Linked DNA regions of Mus musculus: all the other regions are linked to region 1. The links are chromatin contacts, called in public HiChIP or PLAC-seq maps. All regions are on one chromosome and are shown on one strand. Each heading gives the region's core, a stretch centred on a gene start, on an enhancer-like site or on the middle of the called end of the contact. The rest is flanking DNA. Distances are from core to core; before and after follow the strand shown. Region 1 overlaps 1700011B04Rik (RIKEN cDNA 1700011B04 gene). Region 2 has its middle 90 kb from the start of Gm22674. Region 3 has its middle 42 kb from the start of Eci2.

The links. HiChIP or PLAC-seq counts read pairs in DNA pulled down with a chosen protein or histone mark.
Region 2: an H3K4me3 HiChIP or PLAC-seq map of intestinal villus epithelium shows a contact between it and region 1, with 5 read pairs. The contact joins two enhancer-like sites. A contact is called at or near these places in 2 of 484 Hi-C or Micro-C datasets (uterus and ventricular fibroblasts), 1 of 115 datasets of contacts at active chromatin or transcription factors (intestinal villus epithelium) and 1 of 9 other capture datasets (embryonic stem cells).
Region 3: a contact with region 1 is called in an H3K27ac HiChIP or PLAC-seq map of double positive thymocytes, with 9 read pairs. The contact joins two enhancer-like sites. A contact is called at or near these places in 14 of 39 promoter capture datasets (the 3T3-L1 cell line, 3T3-L1-derived adipocytes, the HPC-7 cell line and 8 more), 1 of 115 datasets of contacts at active chromatin or transcription factors (double positive thymocytes) and 1 of 9 other capture datasets (adipose tissue).

What each region holds. Positions count from the first base shown.
Region 1 is chr13:35,187,047-35,192,180 of GRCm38.p6, forward strand. It overlaps 1700011B04Rik (RIKEN cDNA 1700011B04 gene), which reads left to right. Exons shown (of 3, transcript NR_045616.1): 3 at 489-968. Among named protein-coding and RNA genes, the nearest start is that of 1700011B04Rik, 8.0 kb to the left of the region's middle. Within about 2 kb of position 2,190, at least 148 of the 459 cell types and tissues checked have an H3K27ac peak or open chromatin away from gene starts, as enhancers often do. A contact at or near this core is called in double positive thymocytes, intestinal villus epithelium and uterus, where this site is marked.
Region 2 is chr13:35,381,092-35,386,225 of GRCm38.p6, forward strand. No RefSeq gene overlaps it. Among named protein-coding and RNA genes, the nearest start is that of Gm22674, 90 kb to the left of the region's middle. Within about 2 kb of position 2,635, at least 70 of the 459 cell types and tissues checked have an H3K27ac peak or open chromatin away from gene starts, as enhancers often do. A contact at or near this core is called in intestinal villus epithelium and uterus, where this site is marked.
Region 3 is chr13:35,033,147-35,038,280 of GRCm38.p6, forward strand. No RefSeq gene overlaps it. Among named protein-coding and RNA genes, the nearest start is that of Eci2, 42 kb to the left of the region's middle. Within about 2 kb of position 2,800, at least 14 of the 459 cell types and tissues checked have an H3K27ac peak or open chromatin away from gene starts, as enhancers often do. A contact at or near this core is called in double positive thymocytes, where this site is marked.

The DNA of each region.
Region 1 (5,134 bases), core at 940-3,439:
TGATTGGATTGATTTGGATTCAGGTGAGGACATCATGTTCTCACATGTTCTGACAGGAGCCTGTGGCAAAGCAAAAGTGCCAGGAGGGAGGGAGGGAGGGAGGGAGGGAGGGAGGGAGAGAGAGAGAGAGAGAGAGAGAGAGAGAGAGAGGAACAAAGGGAACAAGAAGAACAAGAAGGAGCATTGACCCCACCGTCCTCTTTCTCTTTGAGGCACTCTTCCAGTTGTCTAAGGACCTTCCATTAAGCCCTATCATTCAAAGGTACCACACCCTCCTAAGACCCAAACCGTGGGGACCAAGCCTCTAACACATGGACCTTTAGGGGACACTCAGCATCCATACTATAGCATCAAACTAGAAATCACAGTTGGGTTACCCACTCACACTAAAATTCTGTGTCACCATGTTGGAAATTAAGCCGGGTATCAGAATGTCCAAGAAATCATGACAGAAGATATAACATGAAATCGCCTCATTTCCTGAACAGGACAGTTTCAATTGGGATAATGATGAAGTTTCTTTTGCCTTAATCCTTTTGAACAATGAGACAACAACGATGACGACGATGACACCACCACCACCACCAACAACAACAACTCTATGTGGGGCCAGAGAGCTATGGGACTGAGAGGAGCAGCCGTGGAGCAAGAGTGGGGTGGAGGCAATTCAAACCCCTGAAATCTCATCCTGAGATCTGTAGAAGTAGGAATACTGCCGCCTCTGCCCCAGGCCTGTATGTACCTGTGCACGCAGTCCAGTGCCCCCCACCCTTACCTTACCAGAGGAGGTCAAGTAGCCAGTGGCCAATTTAAACTTCCTTTCCCCTTATAAGTCATGTGCAGCAGCACCTGGAATTCCTCCTTATGCAAATGAGGCATCCCCAGCCAATGAGGTACACTCACCCTGATAGCCCGCCCCTCAAAGCTTTTTTCCTCCTTCCACAATAAACTGAATCAGTCTCTGAAGCTAATCCTGGTGTGTGTGTGTGTGTGTGCATGTGTGTGTTCTTTACCCACACACTCACCTCGGACCAAGGCCCTGCATTGGACCCACCCACCCACGCCAAGCTTCCCTCCATTCAGCCCAGCCCAGTGCGTAAGAGGCTGGTTCCCCCAGGGAGGAGAGACAGGAGGTAACTTGACACAATCCTTTGATAAGCACTCAGTTCTTTTTCTATGGTTCTGTCTTTTTGTCCCCATTTCCCAAGCAGAGCAGGAAAGTGTTAGTCGGACTTTTTGTCATGGCTCTCGAGTGAGAAGGGATTTGTTTTGGTTCATGGTTTCTAAATGGTGAAGATGTTGCACAGGATGACAATGTCGGATGGCAGAAGGTGTGCGGTGGAGCAGAGTTCCTTACCTCATAGCAAACATGAAGAAGGTTGTGGGAAGAGAGACCTGGTGGGAGGAGTGGGGAAGGGAGGAGAGAAGAAGGAGAAAAGCTGGAGTGGGAGGTGTCAAGAAAGAGGACCCACTAGCAGGCAGTTTTCTTCTGCTCTTATTGGCTCCAGGATGCCAGCACATGTGGTGATGTGGCCTCATTTGAGGAGGGTCTTTAGTCTTAATCCTCTGACATCTGGAGAGGGCGCTTTCTAACCTATGTTATTTCTCAATCCAATCACGTTAATGATCAAGATGAGCCACCATCAAAAGTGACTTGGAAGTGACCCATCTCACTTTTTCCTCTTTCTGGTTTCTGTTTTCAGACCCTTTCTGTCTATAAAATGAGCATCTTTTGATCCTGGGAATGCATTTTTGTCTTCTGGGTGAAGTGTCACCTGACTCCAGAATTAAAAACGAACTAACACAGAAAACCCAGATGTCTGCTACGGGCAAGGGCAGGGCCACCGACCTTTGACCTGGTTCTTTGGGTGATTATTTTTATAAAGCTTCGTATTTACTTCTCCCCCAGCAAAAGCATTTTCATTCATTTTATTCTTGACGCGCCTTAACTTCTAAGAAACTGGGTAGTGCATGGAAGGCTATGGATCTGGTGTAACCTGCTCGACCAGTGTGCCACAGGGTGAGGAGCAAGGGCAGGCCACAGGCCTTCGTACTTCAAGGAAGCCAAAGGGTGAAGACACGCTTGAGCTTCGTCCTCTCTTGGCCCCTGGCACTCCACCCACCAATTCCCTGCAGCTGCAAGAGTAGGCCTGTCAGATCACTTCCGTCTGCCGCTTTTCCGGGCATGCTAACGAGCCACACCGCTTCCGCTTCACACTAGACATCTGCAGAGACTGTGTGGTGGGGCATGGAGGAAGAGAGAGGGCGCAAAATCAGGGCCCCCAGCTGTTCCACATCCTCCATGGATGGCGCTCCTTTCTGAAAAATTGGTGGAATGTGTGCATAGCAGCTGAGGTGCAGAGGTGAGGTGTGGGCGGCAGTGGGCTTGGCTTCCTTCCTGCCTGGCTTCTAGAGCTCAGTTGGAGGCTGCGAGGCAGTGTGATCTGTCTTCACGGAAAACAGAGTAGCAGGAAATGCTGCCACCAGGAACACATTAATCACATTAGCTTGGCAGACTATCGTCTGAAGATGCAGTCAGATCTGTGAACACAGCATGTCCAGTCAGCTCTCTTAGACAGTGCTGTTACCCTGGACAACACTGGCTCTTTTCACACTGGGGCTGTGCCCACAGCTTGTGGCTCCTGGAAGGAAAATTCACATAATCACAGGCATGGCTACACGCATGTGTGTGTGCACACGTGAGTGAACTCACATAATAAAATCATCAATCTTAATGTATTTTGAATAGATTCGAGTCAAGGTTCTATAGCTATTACCTGGTCGTATTTCTGGGCCAACACAGATACTGGAGATGACATGTCAGGGTCAGGGATGCTTAGAGATATGATTCTATATTGATTATGTCTCCTGTGTTTTTTTTTTTGTGAAAGAGGCAACAATTATCTATATTGAAATAATGCATCTGTCCTTTGTAACTTATGTATGTGGTGTGTGTGTGTGTATTTGTAAAATGTATAAATGTGGGCACCAGGAAGATTCTTTTGTATTTCTCTTACATAGTTGTCTTATGAAGACAGAGAGGGCATTTTGCCCATGCTACAAATACACTTATAAGGAGAAAAAAGAGAGGGAGAAAATAAAGATGAAATGAAATGAAGGAAAAAAAGGAATAATTTAAAGGCCTAGGGATGTCAATCTTAATCAGATCAAAAAGAGATGGTAACTTGAGCCTGTAATCCTAGCTACTGGAAAGGCTGACACAAGCGGATGGCAAGTTCACCGCCAACCAGGGGAAACTTCATGAGACCCTGTCCCAAAGTGAAAAGAGGACTGGGGACAGCTCAGAGGTAAAGCATTTGCCTCCTAACATACATGAGGCCCTAGTTCAATCCCCAGTACCATAAAACAAATCAAAAGAATGTGATCTAAAGAAGGGGACTACAAAACAAGTCTGGAGAAAACCACCCCTGGCTCTTTGGTTCTAATTGACCACTTGAACTAGCTATTAACCTGTTAAGTTTCAGTTTCTTCGTGTATAAGGTGAGCCTCCTTTTGAAACAAAGTATGTAAGGGATCAAGAAAAGCAGAGCTCAAGGCTACTTCCAACACTGCTGAGAGCAATCGATGCAATCCACACAGCCAGGATGATTAGCTGAGCACCTATTGCATGAAACAGCTTGTAGTTTCACAACCGTCTTTTGGAATAAATTTCACATACCCCTCCCCATTTTTGAGACAGGGTCTCCCTGTGTTGTCCAGACTGACCCTGAACTATGATACTCCCGCCTACGCTTCCGAAGTGCTGGGACTATAGGTATGCACCACCATGGCTGCCTTCCCACCTCCATTTAATAGTAAAGAAGAGTGTACAGCCACTTACCTATACTTGATAACTGGTGATCTGGCTTTGAGACCAGGCTAATTTTGTCCCTGCATTCTCACCCTCTTACCGCCCCCCCCCAATAATCCCTCTTTTGAAAATTTTACAGTGTGATGATAATTCTGTAAATTTGTAAAATTTCAAGCCATAATGAAAAGAAGTTTGGGAGGCTAAATTGGGACTCAGGCAACTTAAGAATTATCAGAGGATTTGACTTGCCAAAGCTTGGCCTATTATTGATCAAAGTAGTTGAGATATATCCAGGCCTTATCATACAAACCTGAACACCATAAAAATTAAATCTATCAATAAGCTTCAAAGTGCAAATCTTGCATAGTGGAAGTGTCACTGTACAGTGACAGCTGTCCCAGAACAAATAAATAGCTTTATTGTTGGGGCAAATTGTCCTTTTGAGTCCCTTCACCTAACTCTTCAAGGAAGAGCACCTTATAAAATTGGTCTTGTATTGTGACATTAAACACCTGGACTATGGTGTACTTTAAACTCGGCTGGAAAATCTCACAGAGCAGGAGCACAGTATAGCCCTACGAGGGGAGAACCCCTGAGGGATGATCTAGGCTTGGAGCAGCAGGCAGATACTGCCTGCTCTGATTTTCTATTGTTAGGACATCATGCAGATGGATAGGTGTCAAGCCTCTCCGGAGGGAAACCGACTCATTGGACACAATTGGCAATCACAGCTTCTTCCAGGTGCCTGCCTAAGAATGATTTTCTTTCTTCCAACTGAGCTGAGCTAAGAGGAGTCTGGACTTGTTTGAGAATATGACCCCATCAGTCATTTCAGGTTATCTGCAGAACACCAGTCCCCTACAGTGATCCTGCGGATTTAATACTCACATATCTTCGGGTGTTAAAAACAGAAAGTACCTGAGACATGCGTGGGGAATGCCCTCTTTTCTTCTTGGTATCTAACTCAGGTTAATTCTGATTCTAGTTAGAATAGTGAAAAAAAAAGTAGTTTAGTTTCTCAGAGAAGAGTTTATAAGGTCCACTGCTAAATAAATGGTCTTCCCTTCACAGCTAGTCAATGCCTCTCCCCCCTCTTCAGCCCTCCCCACAATGCTCAAGTTCAGATTGTCAGTCTCCTGCCAGTGGCTTGCGTTTGCCTTGCAACCCCAATCAAACAGTTTATTAGACAGACTGTCTCTGGAATTAGTGTTGTTTTGAGAACTGCTTCAGACATGAATCATAGTAACAGGTCTTACTGTTTACGAAGCAATGGAGATTATCAAGATGAATGGAGAGAAGCCAACTACCTTTCCATCCTCTGTA
Region 2 (5,134 bases), core at 1,385-3,884, 190 kb after region 1:
CATAGTTCTCTCCCAAAGATCTTATCTCCAGAGTTCATCATACCATGGTAGGGATTTCCATATCCAAGTTTGGCAGCTAGTTGTTCAGTGGAGTGCTAGACTGGAATGTGCAAAGCCCTGGTTTCCATCTTCATTACACACACACACACACGCACACACACACACACAGAGTATATTTACACATTGAGAGGGAAGCAGCAAAACCTGTAGTTCTTAGTAAAACTGTATTGTTCCTGATTCTACTCAACCATCATCTTTTAAATTTATCTCCTTGCCATTGAATTCCACCACCACCACCACCCCCACACACACACACACCACAGGTTTCCATAGTACTCAGTGAGTATCCCTCAGAGCATTCATAGACCCTATGGTCATTTTTTGCTAACTTCTTTGTTTCTCATTGGATTATTATGAAAATAATCAGAATCAATCAGAGTCAAAATGGAGTCACATTTGTCAACCACCAATAAAAAAATAAAATATTAAATAGATTTCATACATATTCATTTGCTAGTAAAAAATATTACAAATGAGTATGTCAGAATCAGAATGGTTCACAAAGGCCATGACAGTCTTGTACACACACACACACACACACACACACACACACACACACACACTCAATCAATCCTTCTATAAGAACTTCTGACTAAAATGGCCTGCTTCACCATGGACTGATGCCATCCTTGTTATCAGTCCTTGTAGTCAAGGACTACTGCTTCAAAATAATTTATGTCATATTCTTCATTTTGCCTTCAAAAGCTTCCCTTTGCCTCGAGATCTTTGAATGCACATGTAATCTAACGTGGCTCATGGTTGGGGAATTGCCAGGCTATTCCCAAAGAAATTCATTATCTTTAGAGAAGATTTCTCTGTCACTTGGGTTTTGACCCTGTTCATCTGTTAATAATCTCTGCTGTCATGGGGAGTGATTGGCTAGTAGATGTTTATAAGTAAGCATTTCTGTTGCAATCAGAAAAGGGGGGTAGGGGTGGTTGAGGAAAATAGAAAATGTATAATGAGTGCAGTATGGTGTTCCATCTTTAAATGGCAGTTCAAGGATCTTAACTCTGGAGATACAGAGAAGGAAGCTGGGCAGGAATGGTGTAGGTCATAGCCGGCTTAGAAGCCACACAGGTACAATGCTAAATAAGGGGTCTTTGTCTCATGTGCCCTCCCAACTACCTAAGTAGTATTATTCCCATATATATGTTCCTTTGCCTATAAAATGGTACTAAGAAAAGCACTCAACTGACACAGTTTCTAGCAACACGTGCATCATCATTCACATCAATATACACAGATGCTCGGTTCCTTCCCAGTTAAGAATTCAGGTAAGATAAACATATGCGGACTCCAAGACCTATCTAACTAGATGTTTGAGTGGTATTTTTCAGTGTTTGCCTGAATGAAAATTTTATTAACTAGCTGTGATTTTTTTTTCTTAATGATGGTTTTCAATGCTTGGTAGGATGGACAATTATTAACTAGGTGTGATTTAGAAACTAGTTGGCAGAGTGCTTGCTGGGAGTGGGGTAAATCCACAATAAATGTCAAATATTAGGAAAAGAGCAAAGAAGAAAAGCAATATTAAAGCCGATTCTTTCAGTGCTGACCTTTCATCGGGTGAATATTCCTCTATTAGGCTGAGTGATGGAGCTATGTCTGAGCTTTGCTGACTTGCTCCATCCCCACCATCCAGGAAAAGGTGTGCCCAGAGGTGGATTCATCTCAACTAATGTTGGCTTAAGCCCCCTTGGAAACCCAAGGGGCCCAAATGGTGTTGTCAGACTGTGGGCTGGCTCCTTCCGTCTAGAGATTTCTGCCTTGGACATTGGTAACTCTCAACATCAATGGGATCAGCAGCTTTCCAGCCCTGTGGGAGATCACCTAGTTTTCCTAGCACAGCCAATCCTGGATGTCCCAAGTGAAACGTGGCCTCTCACCTGTTCCCTTGCCTGAGGTACAGATGTGGGATGTGTAATCTGTTTGGTAGCAGACTTCTAGGAAGGGCTATGAGAGGCTAAAGTAAGCTGTTCATATCCCCGGGTTCCAGGGCCTTGGAGCTGTTAGTCGGCTTCCTGTTACTGTAACAAATACCTGACGTAATCAACTGATAGAAAGAAAAGCTTTATCTAAGTACAGAGTTTTGAAGTTTCAGTCCACAGAGGATTGGCCCCGCCTTCTAAAGTCTATGTTGAAGAAGCACAAACAGGGTCACAAGCCCTGGAGATCGGAGGGGAGGAGGAGGAGGGAAGAAGGAGGAGAGAAAAAGACGGAGGGGTCAAGGATCAGGTGAAGGTGGGAGAGCAGGAAGAGTGATCAGGGATATCAGTGCCAGGCGAGGACAGAAGGGAACCAGGAGCAGAAGGCGGGGCAAGAGCAGCCAGCAAAGCCACAGGAGGCCCGCCCTTCTCTTCACTCTCTGACTCCCCAGACCAGCAGCTCTCTCCTACTACTAAGCAGCAAGTCGCAGGACAAACTGGAGGACAGCTTAGGTGGCTGGGCCCTTTCCAGTTGCAATGACGATTACTGAAATAGTTAAAATCCTGAGGACGGAGGCCCAGTGGCTAGTTTTCCAGGCTGTAGAGCCAGCTATCCTGGAGCAAAGCCCAGGCTGTACACACTTCTGTATGAACTTGTTCAGACCTGCCTCCTGGATGCCTGTTTTCGTCACCCCGGCACGGGATGAAAATAGAACTTACCTCACTGGTTTGTAAAATGAAAATACGAGGAAAGAATGAGTACAGTATGCAAAGCCTGTGGAATCTCCTGAAGCTATGTAAATGGGTACCGGTTCCTAGCCTTCTAGTGCTGCCTCAGGGTGCTTTGTTTGCTACCATCAGAAAATGCCACAGACCAGACAGCTTAACTAATCTACAGTCCGAGGAGGCTGGCACGCTGGTCAAGATGGCAACAGATTTGATGTCGGGGGAGGGTCTCTTGCTGACAGAATATCTTGCTATTTCACATGGCAGAGGGAGAGGGAAAGGGTGAGAGGGCAAGCAAGCATTTTTTTTTTAAATCACTGGCTCTTTTTTTGCTGTATATACTTCAGGAACACAAAATGCTTTATTTAATATGTTCATCCTGAGTGGATTAATACAGTCAAGAAGATCAACGTATTGGACACCCCTTCCCTCATTCTCCTTTTCCCTGACTCTGTGGCGAGCATGATCTCTTTTGCTCTGTAATATACATGCCCACCAGAAGAGCCGCTTCAACAAGGGCTTCACAACACTAGAGCAACCCACTTTTATCAATAGAGAAGCTTTTATCTTATGGAGAAGCTTTTTCTCTATAAGCTGACAACATTGAACATTTGTTACAGGGACAAGCAAACCAACGCAGCATCAAGTGAGGTCCTGCAGTACTTTTTATGTATAGCTAACTTCTCTTAGTTTCATGTCATCCAAATCCATCCACAATACAACGGATGGAATTTTCTTCCTTTTGGAGACTGGGTGAAACTCCATTGTGTGAGGCTTAAGAGATGCGTCAACTGTTAAGAGCACTTGTAGGGATCAGGGTGGGGTTCGTAGAACTCACAGTCATCCAGTTTCTCTTCTGACTTCCTTATATATGTAAACTAAAACTAAGCAACTATTTTAAAAGATTCCACTGTGTGTGAATATCGTAACTTCTTTCTTTGCTTGTCTTTACTGGACACTCAGGTTGAGTCTACTCTGTCGCTGCTGTAGATCTCTAAGACAATGATTCCATTTCCATTGGGCAGTACTCCAAAGAGGATGTTTTGGATAATGACCTACTTTTACTGTCTATGTTAATTTACATCTGAAGGGTGCCAAGAAACCCCCTTCTCGTCTTCAGCAATATTATATCACATGGCTGTTTACAACAGCCAGTCTACCAGGAGACTGCACTGTGACTTTTCCTCGTCTACCCCTGTCAATGGGTGATGCCAAGCTCACACACTGTTCACCACTTCCATGTCTATGGTCATTTTCTCAGTTGGTTTTCCCCTTTTGGGGGTGGGGGGGCTTCAGGCTTGACTTTGTTTTCATTTGCCATTGAATTATACGAGTTCCTTATATGTTTCAGATATTAACCCCATATCATATCTGTGGATTTTGAATTTTTTTTTCTCTCAGGCTGCCTGTCCATCTCATTAATTGGTTCCTTTGACCAGCAGAATCTTCTAGGCATGTAATCTTTTTGTTTTGTTTCTTTTTAATCTTATTGCCAAAACTTTTAGCATTACCCATATATGTATATATTGTATACATACATATATATTGTATCAGAAACAATGCCAAGGAGCTTTCTTCCAGAACTTTTATGATCCCATACCTTTTAATCCATTTCCAGTTGGTTTGGAACATGGTGTGAATCCAGTTTTCACACACAATCATCCTAGCACATTTGCTGAACAATCTGTTTCTCCTTGAATGGTCTTAGTGTTTCCATTTCGTTATAAGGACACCATTCCCATAAGACTGAGGTCCTGTTCTTACAACTTCATCTAACCTTGTGTCTCAGAGACCTACCTCCAAATACTACCATATTACGTTCATAACTTCAACATGTAAATTTGTGAGGACAGAAGCATTTGTTTCACATCTGGCATATGACATCTCCTCCTGGCTAGGGGCTTATGTTCCACTGAGGGGCTACCAGCTGTGCAGCAAGAATAATCTTTCCTGATGGGCACATTTGTGTCACTCAAGTGCTAGATAGACATACTTTCTTGACTTGGGGGGTTTCTTAGGCTTTATCTCCAGGTCTCTGCTTTGAAGTATGTGTTTCTCGTCTGGTTTCCATGGTTTCTGTCTGGCTAGTCTCTCTCTCTCTCTCTCTCTCTCTCTCTCTCTCTCTCTCTCTCTCTCTCTGCCCTCCCCTTTTATAAGGACAGTATATTCAGCATATCATTGGATGCTGTTCTTTATAAGATCCCATATCTTTGGTGGACCATTGTGCAGCCAGAGCATAGTTTGTGTGTCTCCATGCTGTGTCATCACCAATTTGGTTGGTGACTCTGATAACTAGGGAGCTGGGACCTGCAGGGATTAGAACACAGTGATTTGATGGTGACAGACAGGCTGTGAAATAGGAAAAGATGTGGTTTTTGCCTTAGATCAGTAAAGAAGTAAAAGCAGTACAGGAAGATATA
Region 3 (5,134 bases), core at 1,550-4,049, 150 kb before region 1:
GTAGTATGTATATGTTTGAAGTATGTGAGTGTGTATGTATGCATAGTATGTGTGTGTAGTGTGCACAGTCTGTTGGGTATACTGTTCCATCATTCTTGGCCTTGTTCCCTTGAGATTGGGTTTTTCAACCTAGAGTCCAGTATTTTGACTAATTAGCTAGAACAAATGATCCTCTTGTCTCTGTCCCCCCCTCCCCCCCACTACTCTCTTACAATTTTGTTTGTGTGGCCAAACCCAGACCTTTAAAAAGCAAAACCAAAACCAACTCTGTGGGGCAGGAGAGCCGTGGGACAGGGAATAGGGTGAGAGTGAGGGGTGGAGGGGTCAGGACGTGGGGGATGGAGGAGGTGGGGGTTGGGAGAGGTGGAGGGCATGGGAGAGCAGACTAGAGCAAGAGTGGGGTTGATGTGTGTCTTGAAATACATCAGCAGGCTCTGCTGCCCCGGGCCTGCATGCTCTGGTACACAGCCCTGTGCCCCCACCTCTGTATACTCTGGAGGAGGTTATAAACACCCCCCATCCTGTAGCCAGGTTAAACTTCCTCTCATAAGATCACATCAGGACAGCACCCAGAGTTCCTCCTTATGCAAAAGATGCGTCCCCAGTGCCCTTACTCTGAAAGCCCCTATCCATTCCCAAAAGGTATAAGTAGCCTTCAGTCACATGATTAAATGAGCTATCTCGCTGAAGCCTCTCCTATGAGTCTGACATTACACTCATGGCCACCTGAGACCTCTGTCGCTCCTTGCAGTTCCTGCCTTGCTTTTCCTCTCAGGACTTGCTGGTCTCAATTTTAGGTGATTGCACCAGGATGGGCAGGGAAGCAGAGCCAGAATGACATACACCCCTCCCCCCACCCCTGACACACACACACACACACACACACACACACACATACACACACACACACACACACACACACGATGCAAACTCAGTTCCTCGTGCTTACACAGTAAGATCTCTTACTCACTGAGCCCCAAGAAAGAATTTTCTGAGCCTGCTTGGGTATTTGTGTAGTGGGATAGACACCTGTATCTTTCGTCCTCCCCACAATGGCAGCTCTTCTGCTCGCATTCAGGAGAGTTCTTCCTTGAGCATTATAAGTGACTAGCCTTGTGGGTAGTTGGTATGGCCACAGGTGACTCCTGTTCAAGGGGACATACTAGCACACTGAGTCGATAAAGGCAGTCTCCAGAGTGCTCTGAATTACCAGTGAATGGATCTTTGTGGAGGTCAGAACAGAAGGATGCAAGATTCAAGGTATGGACTCCATGTCTCTTGCCTTGTGGCAGAAGTTCCATCACAGGGAAGGAGAGGGTAGAGCCTTCCATTCCCCTCCCCCTCTCTTTCCACATGATCATGGCTAGCCTCTACTCCTCTACTCTTTCTTGCTTTCTTGCTCTCCAGCTCTGTGCTCTCGTCCTACTCCTCCCCTCTCTCCATTCCCCTCCTCCTCTCTTTCCACATGATCATGGCTAGCCTCTACTCCTCTACTCTCTCTTGCTTTCTTGCTCTCCAGCTCTGTGCTCTCGTCCTACTCCTCCCCTCTCTCCATTCCCCTCCTCCTCTCTTTCCACATGATCATGGCTAGCCACTACTCCTCTACTCTCTCTGCCTTTCTCTGTCTCTACTGCTCTCTCAACTCCCCTCCCCATGCCTTGAATAAACTCTATACTACATGCCAATTGTCATCATGTGTGGCTGGTCCCTCAGGGGGAAGGGATGCCTCAGCATGAGCCAGCTGAAACATCCCCTTCCCCCACACCTTACCACACCTCCACCAAACATATCCCTTCTCTCTTTATTTTTATAAAACACAACACACATTCTTGCTCATAAACTTCTGCATGGAGGAGGCTGGCGATAAGGGCTAGTTGGCTGTAACACATTAGATGTACAGATAGATTCACAAATTTGAAATGTCAGACTGTATTGAAAATATGAAGATTAGCAGTGGCAGCAGTAAGTATGGATGCCAGATTTCTTGCAGCCATCAGAGGCTGGCAGTCACCATGCATAGACACCTGTGCCTCTTATACCATGTACTGACTGCCACCAGGCTGCCTCCCTCCGCCTTCCCTTATTTCTTCTTGAGCTCTATCACCTCTAATATCAGATTATCCCTTGCCTGGGGTCATCACATCTCCCTCAAACAGATGAGTGCTGTTTACTTCAGCATCTCTTCTGCAGCCCATCTCTGCTGATGTTTTCCTGGTACATGGTCACTCCCTGGAGTCTGTTCTGCCCTGTTATGTCCACGCTGGAAACCTGACTGTGGCTCTGAGCTGCAAGGAGAGGCAAGCTAAGTGACTCCATACGTGCCAGCCAGATTCACACTGATTTTTAAGTGAATTCTTCCCGACTTTTAGAATAGTAGAGACCCAGTGTGATCTGGCACATGGGATGTTAATGGAATCCATGAAACTCAAAAAGCAAAAAATAGCTCAAAGAAAGAAACATCTAAGGCTGTCATCTCTGTGGGGACCATGTGACCATGCAGGATGAAGAGCTCTGGGGCTGCTGGGGACAAGTCCTAATGTAATAGTCATAAGATCCTGTGGTCTAGGAAAACTTAGACTAATACCAGTCTTTGTTCTGATAACCCTCTGGCATCTCTGTGAACATCTGCCCCAGCACCAGAGCTCAGCTGTGTCCCAGCATGGATAAAGGAATCGCCCTCACTTTTCAGTAACAGGAATCAAGGTCAACACCCATGTTGACTCTTTGTTCTTCAACTTTGCTCTCCCACTCTAAACCACACAGGGCTACTAAAAGGGCCAGGGAAACAGCTGGCCCCTTTTGACACCTGCATTTCAAAGTGCCGAATTCAACATGCTTTCTGTGGTTAGATTTGCACATATGTATAGTTACCATGGATGCTTTTGTTTCTTGTTTAGCTCTTATGAGAAACACAAACTGGTTTCTTACTGCTTGGAAGGGTTCTCAGGGAACGAGCCTTAAATTGACAAGATAAGGTATGGCGGTTCGGCTGGGCCAGCGGCATTCTTTCTCATTTCCTGATTCAAAGTACATATTCGTTCCTCTCTGACTGCAGGTCTTTCATTAGTCCACATTTGTCCTACAAAAAAAAAAAAAATTGAAGGAGAGATCAGAGACAAATATTTTTGATGACAGCCTTTAAACAAAGCCAATTCTCTTTTGGGAGAGAAAGGAGCCCTGGGAAGAGATGGCGCTGGAATGTGGAGGGGAGGGAACAGCTGGAGGGAACCGGAAGGAGATGCTGGAGGGCACCGGAAGGACATGAAATGAACAGATGCTTGGTTCTGGGATGTGGAAAGTCTGTATCACGTGCCAGAAACGAAGTCAACAAAACATATTCCTCGGGTCTCTGCAGAAGCCGAGGAGGGCGGTACAGGTCATGAACTGCATCCTTTGTACAGGACATGAACCACATCTTCACCCGGGGGCTGCAGCCCGAATCAGGAGATAAATTGGTCTCCATGTGGGTCAGGTCACAGCAAGCCAGTTCATTTTGTAGTAGTCAAATTAGAATCAATGGCTGAGTGACAAAGTCCCTTCTGTCTTCTTGGGAAAGTGGCAATGTTCCAAGCAAGCCTTGATAGACCTGATCCTTGACAGGGAAGACAAGGGATATATTTCAAAATAAATCATTAATACACTGGTGATCTTTTGTCATGATAAGATTGTAATTTAGAAGAGATAGAGGGTAGAACAACCAGAGGTGAGATATTTCACTATTGGGAGCTATAAAAAAAAAAAATCCAAGGATTCTGAGAAGTTGCCCTCTTTCTAGACCATAATCTAATAGCTCCCTGGGTTTATGTGTCAAGAGCATCAGGTTACTAGATGGACCCCTCAGGCACCAAGAAAATGGAAAAGTTGTGGGTTCACTGCCCCTGCCCCCAACCTTGGCGACCAGTAGTCTTAACCTACAACCCTAATGGGCAGTATAAACAACTAATGGATGTGTATAAACAACACCGGAGTAGAGAAGGACATCACAGAAGGCATTGGTGGACACCTGGGATCCCCAAATCCTTGGACCAATTGCTAACACAATTCACTGAATCTACATGGAGGGTGCTGTGATCCCCAGGGTAAAAAAAAATCTATGTTTGTTATCCCAATATTTACCTCCACCTCAACCCTATGAGGAGTCCCTGCTCTTTCCTTATTGGCCCCAATCAATTATTTCAAAGCCTCAGTCCACAAATATGTTAGTAAATTAATTTTGGGTATAAGTTCTTTGGCAAATTTAGTTATTTGGTCATTAGTTCTTAAAAATCAAATTCTGGAGGAATGAAAGTCCTTCAGGGCTGGAAACTTGCCCTGGGCACTAGGTCTTCTCTGGAAGATAGCCCATCATCCATTGTGAGGTGTGAGGGTGTGTGGGGAGTGGGGGAGGCAAAAGTTGGTTTTGTTAGTGTTAAGGTTGCTCAGTATGAATAGTACTTATTTTCTTTGATTCTTAGGGTTTTTGTTGTTGTTTGTTTGGCTTTTTTTGTTTTTGTTTGTTTTGTTTTGTTTTTTAAGGCAGGGTTTCTCTGTGTAGCCCTGACTGTCCTGGAACTCCCTCTGTAGACCAGTCTGTCCTCGAACTCAGAGATCTGCCTCCTAAGAGCTGTGGCTTCAGGCAAATTATCACCTTTGGCTTAACATCAGGGGTGGGGCGGGGTGGAGGGTGATTAGGTAAAGGATTTATTGCTATTGCTCCTTTCTCTTCTTCATACCCAGAAGCTTCTCTGGCTAGGCTGGTTAACTCTTTGTGATCCAGAAAGGATGGAAAGGAAAAGAATTAAAATCTTTTTCACAGGCAAATATGCACAGACACATAAACATTCATACACACATTTATATTTTTGTTTACGTTCTCACTTACATATTAACACATTCTCATTTTTGCTGGGCCCAACCACCTGTCTCATACAACTCCACAAGTATTCACACATGCTTGCAAATATATACATATACCTACCTACATACATACATATAAATAGACATGTATGTTTGGATGGATGGATGGATGGATGGATGGGTGGGTGGATGGAAATAGATAGATGGATGGGGCAGAGCTCCACAAGCCACCACAGCACAGCACAGCACAGCACAGCACAGCACAGCACAGCACAGCACAAAATGTCACAGCTCACCA